2 separate regions of the Macaca mulatta genome follow, and region 1 is linked to region 2. The links are chromatin contacts, called in public Hi-C maps. All regions are on one chromosome and are shown on one strand. Each heading gives the region's core, a stretch centred on a gene start, on an enhancer-like site or on the middle of the called end of the contact. The rest is flanking DNA. Distances are from core to core; before and after follow the strand shown.

Region 1 (5,101 bases), core at 1,453-3,952, 46 kb before region 2:
AAAAATTAGCCAGGTATGGTGGTGCATGCCTGTAATCCCAGCTACTCGGGAGGCTGAGGCAGGATAATTGCTTGAACCTGAGAGGCAGAGGCTGCAGTGAGCCGAGACTGCGCCACTGCACTCCAGCCTGGGCGACAGAGTGAGACTCCATCTCAAAAAAAAAAAAAAAAAAAAAAAAAAAAAGAGAGAGAAGAAATTTAAAGGGTTGAGTGACATTAGATGTATCTCCTCTACCTTCTGAGCCCCCAGGCCTGATTCTAAGACCAACAAAGGAGGAAGTTAGGAGATCAATGTCCTCAAAAGACCCAGACAATTGCCAACTCACTGAATTCTAGGAAGGTAGGGTCTGAGTCTTGGTCAATAGAGTGAGTAGAGTGGAAATTGTCCCTTAGGGGGATACACTGTAATCCCCCCCCTTTTTTTTCTCCTGAGACAAGGTATTGCTCTATCACCCAAGCTAGAGTGCAGTGACAAAATCATAGCTCCCTGTAACCTCCAACTCCTATACTCAAGCGATCCTCCCACTTCAGCCTCCTGAGTAGCTGGGACTACAGGCAAGCTCCGCCATGACCAGGTAATTTTTGTATTTTTGGTAGAGATGGGGTCTCGCTATGTTGCTCAGGCTGGTCTCGAACATCTGGGCTCAAGCTATTTGCCCACTTCAACCTCCCAAAGTGCTGGGGTTACACGTGTGAGCCACTGTGCCCAGTCCCAAATCCATTTTTGTTCTTCCCTCCCTCCATGGAAAAGTGAAAGTGAGCACACAGCTACCTACCACCTGTGTGACTTTGGCTGAGCTATTTCTACTCTTTGGGCCTTAGTTTGTTCATCTGCAAAATCGTAATGATGGCCCAGCACGGTGGCTCATGCTTGTAATATCACCACTTTGGGAGGTCCAGGTAGGTGGATCGCTTGAGGCCAGGAATTCGAGACCAGCTTGGCCAACGTGGTGAAACCCCGTCTTTACTAACAAAGTACAAAAATTATCCAGGCATGGTGGCGCGTGTCTGTAGTCCCAGCTGCTCACGAGGCTGAGACAGGAGAATGGCTTGATCCTGGGGGATGGAGATTGCAGTGAGCTGAGATTGACCCACTGCACTCCAGACTGAATGAAAGAGTGAGACTCTGTCACACACACACACAAAAGGGTAGGCCAGGAGGTGGCTCACGCCTATAATCCCAGCACTTTGGGAGGCCAAGGAGGTGAGTGGATCACCTGAGGTCAGGAGTTGGAGACCAGCCTTACCAACATAGTGAAACCCCATCTCTACTAAAAATTCAAAATTAGCCGGGCGTGGTGGCTCATGCCTGTAATCCCAGCTACTTGGGAGGCTGAGGCAGGAGAATTGCTTGAAGCCGGGAGGCAGAGGTTGCACTGAGCCGAGATTGTACCATTGCACTCCAACTTGGGTGACAAGAGCTAAACTCCATCTCAAAAAAAAAAAAGAGTAAAGATAATCGTACCCGTTTCTTAGCGGTGTTTGAAGAAGTAAGTTAATAATGCAGGGATCATGGTATCTGGTACACTGCAAGCTCTCGATACATATGTTCCTTGCTATTATTCTTCATCTTTTCCTCACATATCTCAGCAAATCAATGTGCCTGTTCCGGAGTCAGACAGAAATGAGTTCAAGTTCCGCTTTATCCTTGCTGTATCTTTAACCGAGTATCTTTAACTTGGCCTTTCTGTGACTCAGTTTCCCTCCCTGTTAAACGGTGGTTACAACTGTTTTCTTCAGTGGAGGACACTTAAAGATGGGGAGGCCGTTAGCTCTCCTGTTAGCTCTCAAGCCAGGCCGAGGATCAGCTCTGGCCATAACGCGATTGAACGGGAAGGAAGGGAGCAGGTAATAGGGGAGCCAAGAAGGGGTGTCCTGCGAGCCGGCCCCCCACTCCCCCCTGCAAAAGCAGGCGGGGCGCTGGGCTGCGGTGGCATCAGAGGTTTTAACCCTTCCCAGGCCGCGCCTCTCTCCCTGCGGTTCAGACACCGCGCCCAGGGAGGGGGCCTGGGAAGGACAAGGCCTGGGGGTAAGACCCACGCGTGGCGCGGAGGCTAGACCGGGTGGGGGGTTGGGGACTCGTCCTGCCCTCGACCCTTTGCCTCCCTCCAGCCAGGGAGACCCGGGGCTCCAGCTATGCCCGGTGCGCACGGAGGAGGGATGCTCGCCAGGTGGGTACATGCTTGGGGGAGGGGCTGTCGGCCCCCTAGCCGCTCACCTGGGCCCGCGGCCGCCGGCGCCGCTGTCCCCACTGCTCACCACGACCGACCGACCTCCCTGTCGGCGTCCGCTGCCCGGCCCGGCCCGGCCCGGCCCGGCCCAGCCCGGCTCAGCTCGGCCCCGCGGGCTCACGGCTCAGCCAGATCCGCATGCGCCGCCGCGCCTCCCTCGCTCGCGCCGCCGCCGCGCTCCGCGCGCCCCCGGGGCCCCCTCCCGCCCGCGGTCCCCGCGCCCCGCAGCCCGAGGCCCACGCACAGTCACACCCGGCCGCGGCGTGGGGTGCACGGCTGCACTCGCGCGGGCACGGCGGCGTCACGCGCTGCACACTCCCACGGGGTTACGCTCGCCACGCTGCTATGCCATACTCGCGGGGGCCTCGACACACAAACTCACCCCCGCATCCACGCGCTCGCGCGCCGTCACTCCCTCCTGTGAGGTCCCACGGGGTCACACCCTCACGCCGTCACAGGCGGCGTCCACACTGGAACAGTGTCACCCAGCACCACACCAATCCAATAGGGTCACCACCGCCCACGCGGCGTCACACACAAACGCACCTGTCACACACAGTCGCACACTCCCCGGCAGTCACAAACAGTGTCATAGGCCCACACATCGCGCACAGCTTCACAGCCACAGTGTCACACACTCTACACACTCGAACCTTCACAGCAGTCGCCCCGCACATGCTGCACCCCCTGACCTCGCACATCATAATCACAGGGGGTCACAAACAGCAGCACAACAGAGACACCCACAGTCACACACTCGAATGGGGTCCCGGTGTCACACATCCTTACACGAGACATGTGGTGTCACACACTGTCACAGTCTAATAATCTCACGCTTCCATGTAGCACACCTCACACGTCCCACACCCTATCGTACAGGCTGACGCAGTGTCACCCACGGTGTCACCACAAGGTCACAAAAGAACAGAATCAATGCTTGGCACACGTGGTGTTACGCACGTGTAGTCACACTGTAACACGGGATCACACAAGGAGGATGACACAAGGTGTCGCCCACAGTCATGCTTGCCCTTCCGGTCACTGAGTCACACAGGGTCATATAAGTGCATAGATATGCCGTGACACAGTGTCTTACACTCAAGTGCACACACACACTCTGTCCTCCCTCACTTTCTCCCCTTGCTGGTTCTGGGAGGCTCTGGTGCTTACAGTGCGCCCCAGATCGCTCCAGGCTCTGCGAGAGGGGGCGTGAGCTACAAGAGGCCGTGGGCGTGGCTCGCCTGGCCCCGCCCCTCTCCGGGAGGTAGAGCGCGGAGGCAGGACGCTGAGTGACAAATTATCTCGGCTCCGCCCACTCGGTTTGTTGCTATGTGGAGGCGTGGCCTTCTGTGGCCCCGCCTTCCGACCTAAGTGGCCGGCAGAGAGGGCGGTGCTGGGCGGTGAGCGAATGCCAGCTGACTCCTGCCCCGCCCACCCGCGTTAGGCCGCGTCCCTTGACCTGAGCCGCGGGCGGAGCTGGGCTGAGGTGTGGCCCTTCGAGCCAGCTCCGCCCAGTTGTTCCTGCTTGAGTAGGGCAGAGAGCGCCGCCCAGCAGCCAGTAGGTTCCCGCGCGTGCCGAGACTCTGAGGCCTTGCACCCCCACGATCTCGCAGGATGGCCGTCAAGAAGATCGCGATCTTCGGCGCCACTGGCCAGACCGGGCTCACCACCCTGGCGCAGGCGGTGCAAGCAGGCATGAGCCGGGGCGGGCGGGGCGTGTCACGGAACGGACGGGCAGAGCTTTAGGAAGGGGCACCATGGGGCAGGGCCGAGGCTGATTGGGGCCATGAGCGCCCCAGCCAGGTGTATGAGAACTCAGGGGCCAAAGCAAGCGGCCACGGGAGCAGAAATGGGAAAAGATGTGAGATCCAAGTTCATGTGAGTCCAAGCCAGAGAGGAATTGGCCCCGGGAACCCCGGGGGGACTCCCGTGGCACAGTCATGTGTAAGTCCAGAGCTCTTATGCAATGCAGTTGTCATTATTGTGGTTGTGGTGGTGGTTGTTCGCACACCCAGAGAGGATTTACTAAGCCAAGCTTGCTCTGTCATCTCTTCACATGAGAGCTCTCAAAATGGAGTGGGAACTAGTATTACCCTACTTGACAGATGAGAAAACTGAGGCCCAGAGAGTGACTTGCCCAACATCACACAGCTGGTAACTAACAGGGCTGGGATTTGAACCCAGCTCATGCTCTTAACCACCACAAGTCCCCAGGCTGGCAATTGAAAAAGTTGGGGGGTCAGGTTGCTGTGAGTACCTAATGGGAAGGAGTCACAGAGAAACATGAGTGAAGACTTGGGGACAGCAGTCCTGGGAAAGTCAATGAGGTCTGAAAATGTGGAGTTGCCCCAGGAGAGAGGGCAGGAAAGGGGATAACCATCCCCCAGCACTCCCTGCCCCCACAGCCCAGACTTGACCAACTCCCAGCTGGGCCTGGGACTTCCAGATATGGGGCCCCACCCTTACAGGCCTTGGTGACGCTGAAGATATTGACTATCTGCGTGCCCCAAAAGGGTGGAGGCCACCAGGACCCTACTCTGCTGTCTCCCTTGGAGGGACTCTGAAAGTTCTTCACTGGGTTGGAAACTCTTCCCTTCCCCAGGGAGACCCCGTGACGATCTTGACTTGTGGAGAGTGGGGAGCTGTGGGCCTCTCAGTAAAAACCAATTTGCTGATAAGCACTTACTGGGAGAGAAGGAAGTGAGAGAAGTTGAAAGGTGCTGAGTCACATGGAAATCCACTAATTCCACTTGCCCATCCCTGCTGGTCATAGCTGGGACTGCACTCAGGGGGATTAAGAACTGGAGCCTAGGGAGCTTCAGAGCTGTGGCTCTGAAAAATCTCTTTCCAGCTCTCAGCTTTGATGTCCCC
Region 2 (5,069 bases), core at 1,146-3,645:
AGCTGGGATTACAGGCACATGCCACCATGCCCAGCTAATTTTTGTATTATTAGTAGAGACGGGGTTTCATCATATTGGTAAGGCTGGTCTCGAACTCCTGACCTTCGGTGATCCACTGGCCTCGGCTTCCCAAAGTGCTGGGATTACAGGTGTAAGCCAAAGCACAGGGTCTGATGTCCTTATTCTTAAGAGATGCCTGCTGAGCTCTTAAGGGTAGAATATCAAGATGCTTGCAACTTACTCACCAAAGGTTTAGCAAAAGAAACAATATATATACATATGCAGATAAAGGCAACTTCACACAATGTTACCAACTATTACTTTTTCTTTCTTTCTTTCTTTCTTTTTTTTTTATTTGATACAGGGTCTTGTTCTGTTACCCAGACTAGAGTGCAGTGGCATGAACATGGCTCACTGCAGCCTTGACCTCCTGGTCTCAAGGAATCCTCCCACCTCAGCCCCCCCAGCAGCTGGGACCACAAGAACATGCTACCACACCTGGCTAATTCTTTTTTTTTTTTTTTTTTTTTTTTGAGACAGAGTCTTGCTCTGTTGCCCAGTCTGCAGTGCAGTGGTGCTGTCTTGGATCACTGCAACCTCCGCCTCCTTGGTTCAAGAGATTCTCCTGCTTTAGCCTCCTGAGTAGCTGGGATTACAGGTGCCTGCCACCTCGCCTGGCTAATTTTTTGTATTTTTAGTAGAGACAGGGTTTCACCATGTTGGCCAGGCTGGTCTCAAACTCCCGACCTCGTGATCCGCCTACCTCCGTCTCCCAAAGTGCTGGGATTACAGGCATGAGCCACCACACCCAGCCCATGCCTGGTTAATTCTTAAATTTTTTGTAGTGAGGAGATCTCACTATGTTGCCCAGGCTGATCTTGAACTCCTGGACTCAAGTGACCCTCCTGCCTTGGCCTCCCAAAGTACTGGGATTACAGTTGTTGCCTGGCCAACAACTATCAATTAAATCTAGGTGAGAGAGTATTCAGGTGTGAGCCACTGCATCCAGCCAAGGGAGGAGTATTATACCCTGTCTACCTCTAGCCCCATCCTGCATGTCTATTCATCTTGAACTAAAAGCTTGTCTTATTACAACAGCTATTACTGCTAACAAGGAAACGTGTTGCTAACCAGGCACGGTGGCATGTGCCTGTAGTCCCACCTGCTTGGGGGTCTGAGGCAGGAGGATGGCTTGAACCCTGGAGGTCTAGGCTGTAGTGAGTTGAGATGGCACCCCTACACTCCAACCTGGGTGACAGAGCGAGACCCTGTCTCAAAAACAAAATAAAATAAAATAAAAAGTAAAGAAAAAAAAAAGGCAGCTGGGCGCGGCATCTCAGGGCTCTAATCCCAGTACTCTGAGAGGGCGGATTACCTTAGGTGAGGAATTTGAGATCTGCCTGGCCAACGAGGTGAAAACCCACCTCTACTAAAAATACAAAAATTAGCCGGGTATGGTGGCACACCCCTGTATTCCCAGCTACTCAGGAGGCTGAGGCAGGATGATTGCTTGAACCTGGGAGGCGGAGGTTACAGTGAACTGAGATCGTGCCACTGCACTCCAGCCTGGGCGACGGAGTGAGAATCTGTCTTAAATAAATAAATAAATAAATAAATAAATAAATAAATAAAATGAAAAAACCACAAAACACATTGCACCCCACTCTGAGGATTTTGCATGAATTGTTTTATTTAATCCTTAAAACAATCCTCTAAACTAGGGGCTATTTTCTCTCATGTTAAAGGAGAAAAAGACCCGAAGGGATTAAAACACTTGCCCCAGGTCACACAGCTGCTTAGGGAATGGAGCCCGGGATGTGATTCCGCACTCCCACCTCACTGCCGCCCTTAACCACAATTAAGTCCAACTGTCCAGCATTGCTTGAGTGTGGTATTGTGTTCTTATAGATACGATCCTATTTAAACTTTCTTGTCAAGAGGTATGCAAGACGATCCCCATTTAACTTTGTGTAGCTTGAAGAGGTTGATCATTTTTCCAAGGTCACGCATCGAGTGAGTGGGGAATCAGGAGTCGGAATTTGAACCTGGGCATATCTGTAGTGTAGACCACTGTCGGGGGTGGATGTGTAAGAAGCTTAATTGCCGGGTTTGGCAGGTGCATGGGTAGTTGTGAGGGGCTCGTACTTTGAGAGGCAAAAGCTCCCACTCGCCACCGTCCCCCAGAGTAAAAAGCCACCTCTTTCCACCCCTCACTCGCGCAGCTGCCCGGGCATGCGCCCAGAAGCCCCTCCTTCAGAATCCGCCCTTTACAGGCTCCGCCCATCACCGTAGAGGGCCAATCCCTGGGGCGGAGGGCGGGGCAGCCACGAGAGTGGGCGGTCGCTAAGGGTAGTTAGGAGTCTGGAGTCGTGAGCCGAAGTCAGAACTGCGTCTCGCGACCCAGGCGCCGGTTGCTGGAGGAGAGCGAGCAAGCGATGCTGCCGCTGCCGTTTCCTGATTGGTTGTGGGTGGCTACCTCTTCGTTCTGATTGGCCGCTAGTGAGCAGGGTATGTAAATGAAGGGGCCTGGGAAGAAAAGGGGTACCAGCGGCCGGGTCCTTCACGGAGTTCGATCCCTGGGTCCGACAGGTGCCCGCCGGGGCTGCCCGGGATCGAGACGCGCGGGCCTCTACGTGCTGTCTGCCCCGGCCGGGCCGGGTGAATCACGCCGCAGTCCGAGAAGGGGGCGGAGGCGCCGGCTCCTTGGCTCCGGCTGCGTGACTCACCCGCCCCCGCCGCCGCCGCTTCGGGAGGAGCCGCCTCCACTGCCGGAAGCGAGCGGAGGCCGGGCGCAGAGAACAGCCCGCCTAGGGTCCTGGCTCTCACGGCGCCGGGAGGCCTGCAGGAATCACAGCCGGGCAGTAGAAGGGGTTCTGGGGTCAGAGGGGCCAGAATCCCCAGGGGAAAGCCGGCCTGGGCACCGCCAGGGGGCGCCGGGACTCGGGGGCGGAGTCGGGGGTGGGGGCGGAATTCCTGCGGTTCCGGACTCCACGGACTGCGGGGAAGGGGACGAAGACCCAGTTTTGAGTAGTGTGGTGGGCCACTCTTAAAATCTTGCTAGGCAGGGTCCCGGAACTGGACTCTAAAGTCTTCCTGGCCCAAAAAAGTAGGTAGCGCCAGGGGTCCAAAACTCCATCCAGCCCTACCCCCGCCACTCCAAGAAAAGAGTGGACCCTCAAACTTATCTCAGTGACTGACCCCGGTGCCGATCACGATTTCTCGACAAGCCCTGTCTATTCTGCCTCCCAAAGAAATCCTGACTCGACCGACTTCCTTCCATACCCACTACCAGCTCCTGCTCCAGGCCATCACTATCGTCAGTCCCAAACCAGTACAGCCTACTAGTGGGTCTCAGATCCCCCCTCTTTTTGCCCCCTACAGTATTCCTCGAAGCAGCCATGGGGGGGATCTTCCGGAAACCTAATCAGCTCACACCCCCATTCCCTCCGTGCTCAAATTCCTTTAATGACTGCCCACCACACTCAGGATAAAATCCAAACTCCCTACTAATGCATATGTGGTTTTCTGTGACCTGGCTTGTGCCCATTCCCCCAGCCTCTGGGCTTTTCTTTGCCTTTTTTTGTTGTTCCCTCCTCCCGGAATGCTTTTCCCAGGGTCTCCCATGGCCGACTTCTCTGGCCTGAGGGCTCCATTCAAATGTCACCTCCTTACAGGAGCCTTCTCTGATCATCTAAAAGGTCTCCAGGACCTTTTAGTGTCTTCCTGTAATTCTCCGTACATTTCCTGTGTTTGCTTATTTATTTACTGTTTGAAACGTCATAGTAGACAATAAGTGTTAAACTATGTGAAACTAGTTTAGTATTTATAATATAACTTACTTAGATATAATTATTTATAACGTTATTATAATATATGAAACAGCTGCTTTTGTAGGGGAAAAAGTTGAATGGTCATTCCACATGGTTCACTGAAGAAATAATAATGTTATCATTAAGTGTACTTATTGGCAGGGCATGGCAGCTCACACTTATAATCCCAGTACTTTGGGAGGCTGAGGCGGGAGGATGGCTTAAGGCAAAGAGTTTGAGACCACCCTGGGTAACATAGTAAGACTTTGTCTCTACAAAAAATAAAAGGGGGGAAAAAAAGAGTGTTTATTGATTGAGGGGGGAGGATCACTTCAGGCCAGGGGGTTTGAGACCAGCCTGGGCAATATAGTGAGACCCCATCTCTTTTTTCAGATTAAAAAGTCTATAAATATACTTAAATACAAAATTTAAAATTTAAGGCCGGGCGCGGTGGCTCATGCCTGTAATCCCAGCACTTTGTGAGGCCGAGATGGGTGGATCATGAGGTCAGGAGATCGAGACCATCCTGGCTAACATGGTGAAACCCCATCTTTACTAAAAATACAAAAATTAGCCGGGCGTGGTGGCGGGCGCCTGTAGTCCCAGCTATGTGGGAGGCTGAGGCAGGAGAATGGGGTGAACCCCGGAGGCGGAGCGTGCAGTGAGCCGAGATCGAGCCACTGCACTCCAGCCTGGGCAACAGAGAGAGAGACTGTCTCAAAAAAAAAAAAAAATTTCTTTTAAAGTCTATAGGCTGGGTGTGGTGGCTCACACCTGTAATCCCAGCACTTTGGGAACCAGAGGTGGGCGGATTACTTAAGGTCCAGGAGGTCGAGACCAGGCTGGCCAACATGGTAAAACCCCGCCCCTACTAAAAATATAAAAATTAGCCAGATATGGTGGCGTGCGCCTGCAATCCTAGCTTTTGGGGAGGCTGAGGCACGAGAAACACTTGAACCCGTGAGGCAGAGGTTGCAATGAGCTGAGATCACGGCATTGCACTCCAGCCTGAGCAACAGAGCGAGACTCTATCTCAAAATAATAATAATAATTTATAAATATACATATGCAATTAAATAAAAATTATCTATATCTTTAAAGTTCCCTAGGAAAAGCTAGACACAGAGAGGTTAAGTGACTTGCCCAAGATCCTACCTGTAGCAACTGTCAGATCCAGGCTTTGAACTGAACATTTGTTTTCTATAACTGACTATAACTCCATAACTCCCTGCCCTCTGCAGATGCTGAGCAAGGGTCTGA

The links. A called contact is a pair of places that touch in the nucleus more often than the background predicts.
Region 1: a Hi-C map of liver shows a contact between it and region 2, with 3 times the contacts expected there. The contact joins the promoter of SPTBN4 here to the promoter of SERTAD1 in region 2. A contact is called at or near these places in 3 of 14 Hi-C or Micro-C datasets (CD4 T cells, cortical neurons and liver).

The regions. Positions count from the first base shown.
Region 1 is chr19:51,578,949-51,584,049 of T2T-MMU8v2.0, reverse strand. SPTBN4 (spectrin beta, non-erythrocytic 4) reads right to left here and starts at 2,702. Exons shown (of 37, transcript XM_077982781.1): 1 at 2,613-2,702; 2 at 1,465-1,602. BLVRB (biliverdin reductase B) reads left to right here and starts at 3,784. Exons shown (of 5, transcript XM_015123983.3): 1 at 3,784-3,923. The coding sequence starts at 3,845.
Region 2 is chr19:51,532,245-51,537,313 of T2T-MMU8v2.0, reverse strand. It overlaps SERTAD1 (SERTA domain containing 1), which reads left to right and starts at 2,395. Exons shown (of 2, transcript NM_001261264.1): 1 at 2,395-2,508; 2 at 5,051-5,069. The coding sequence starts at 5,051.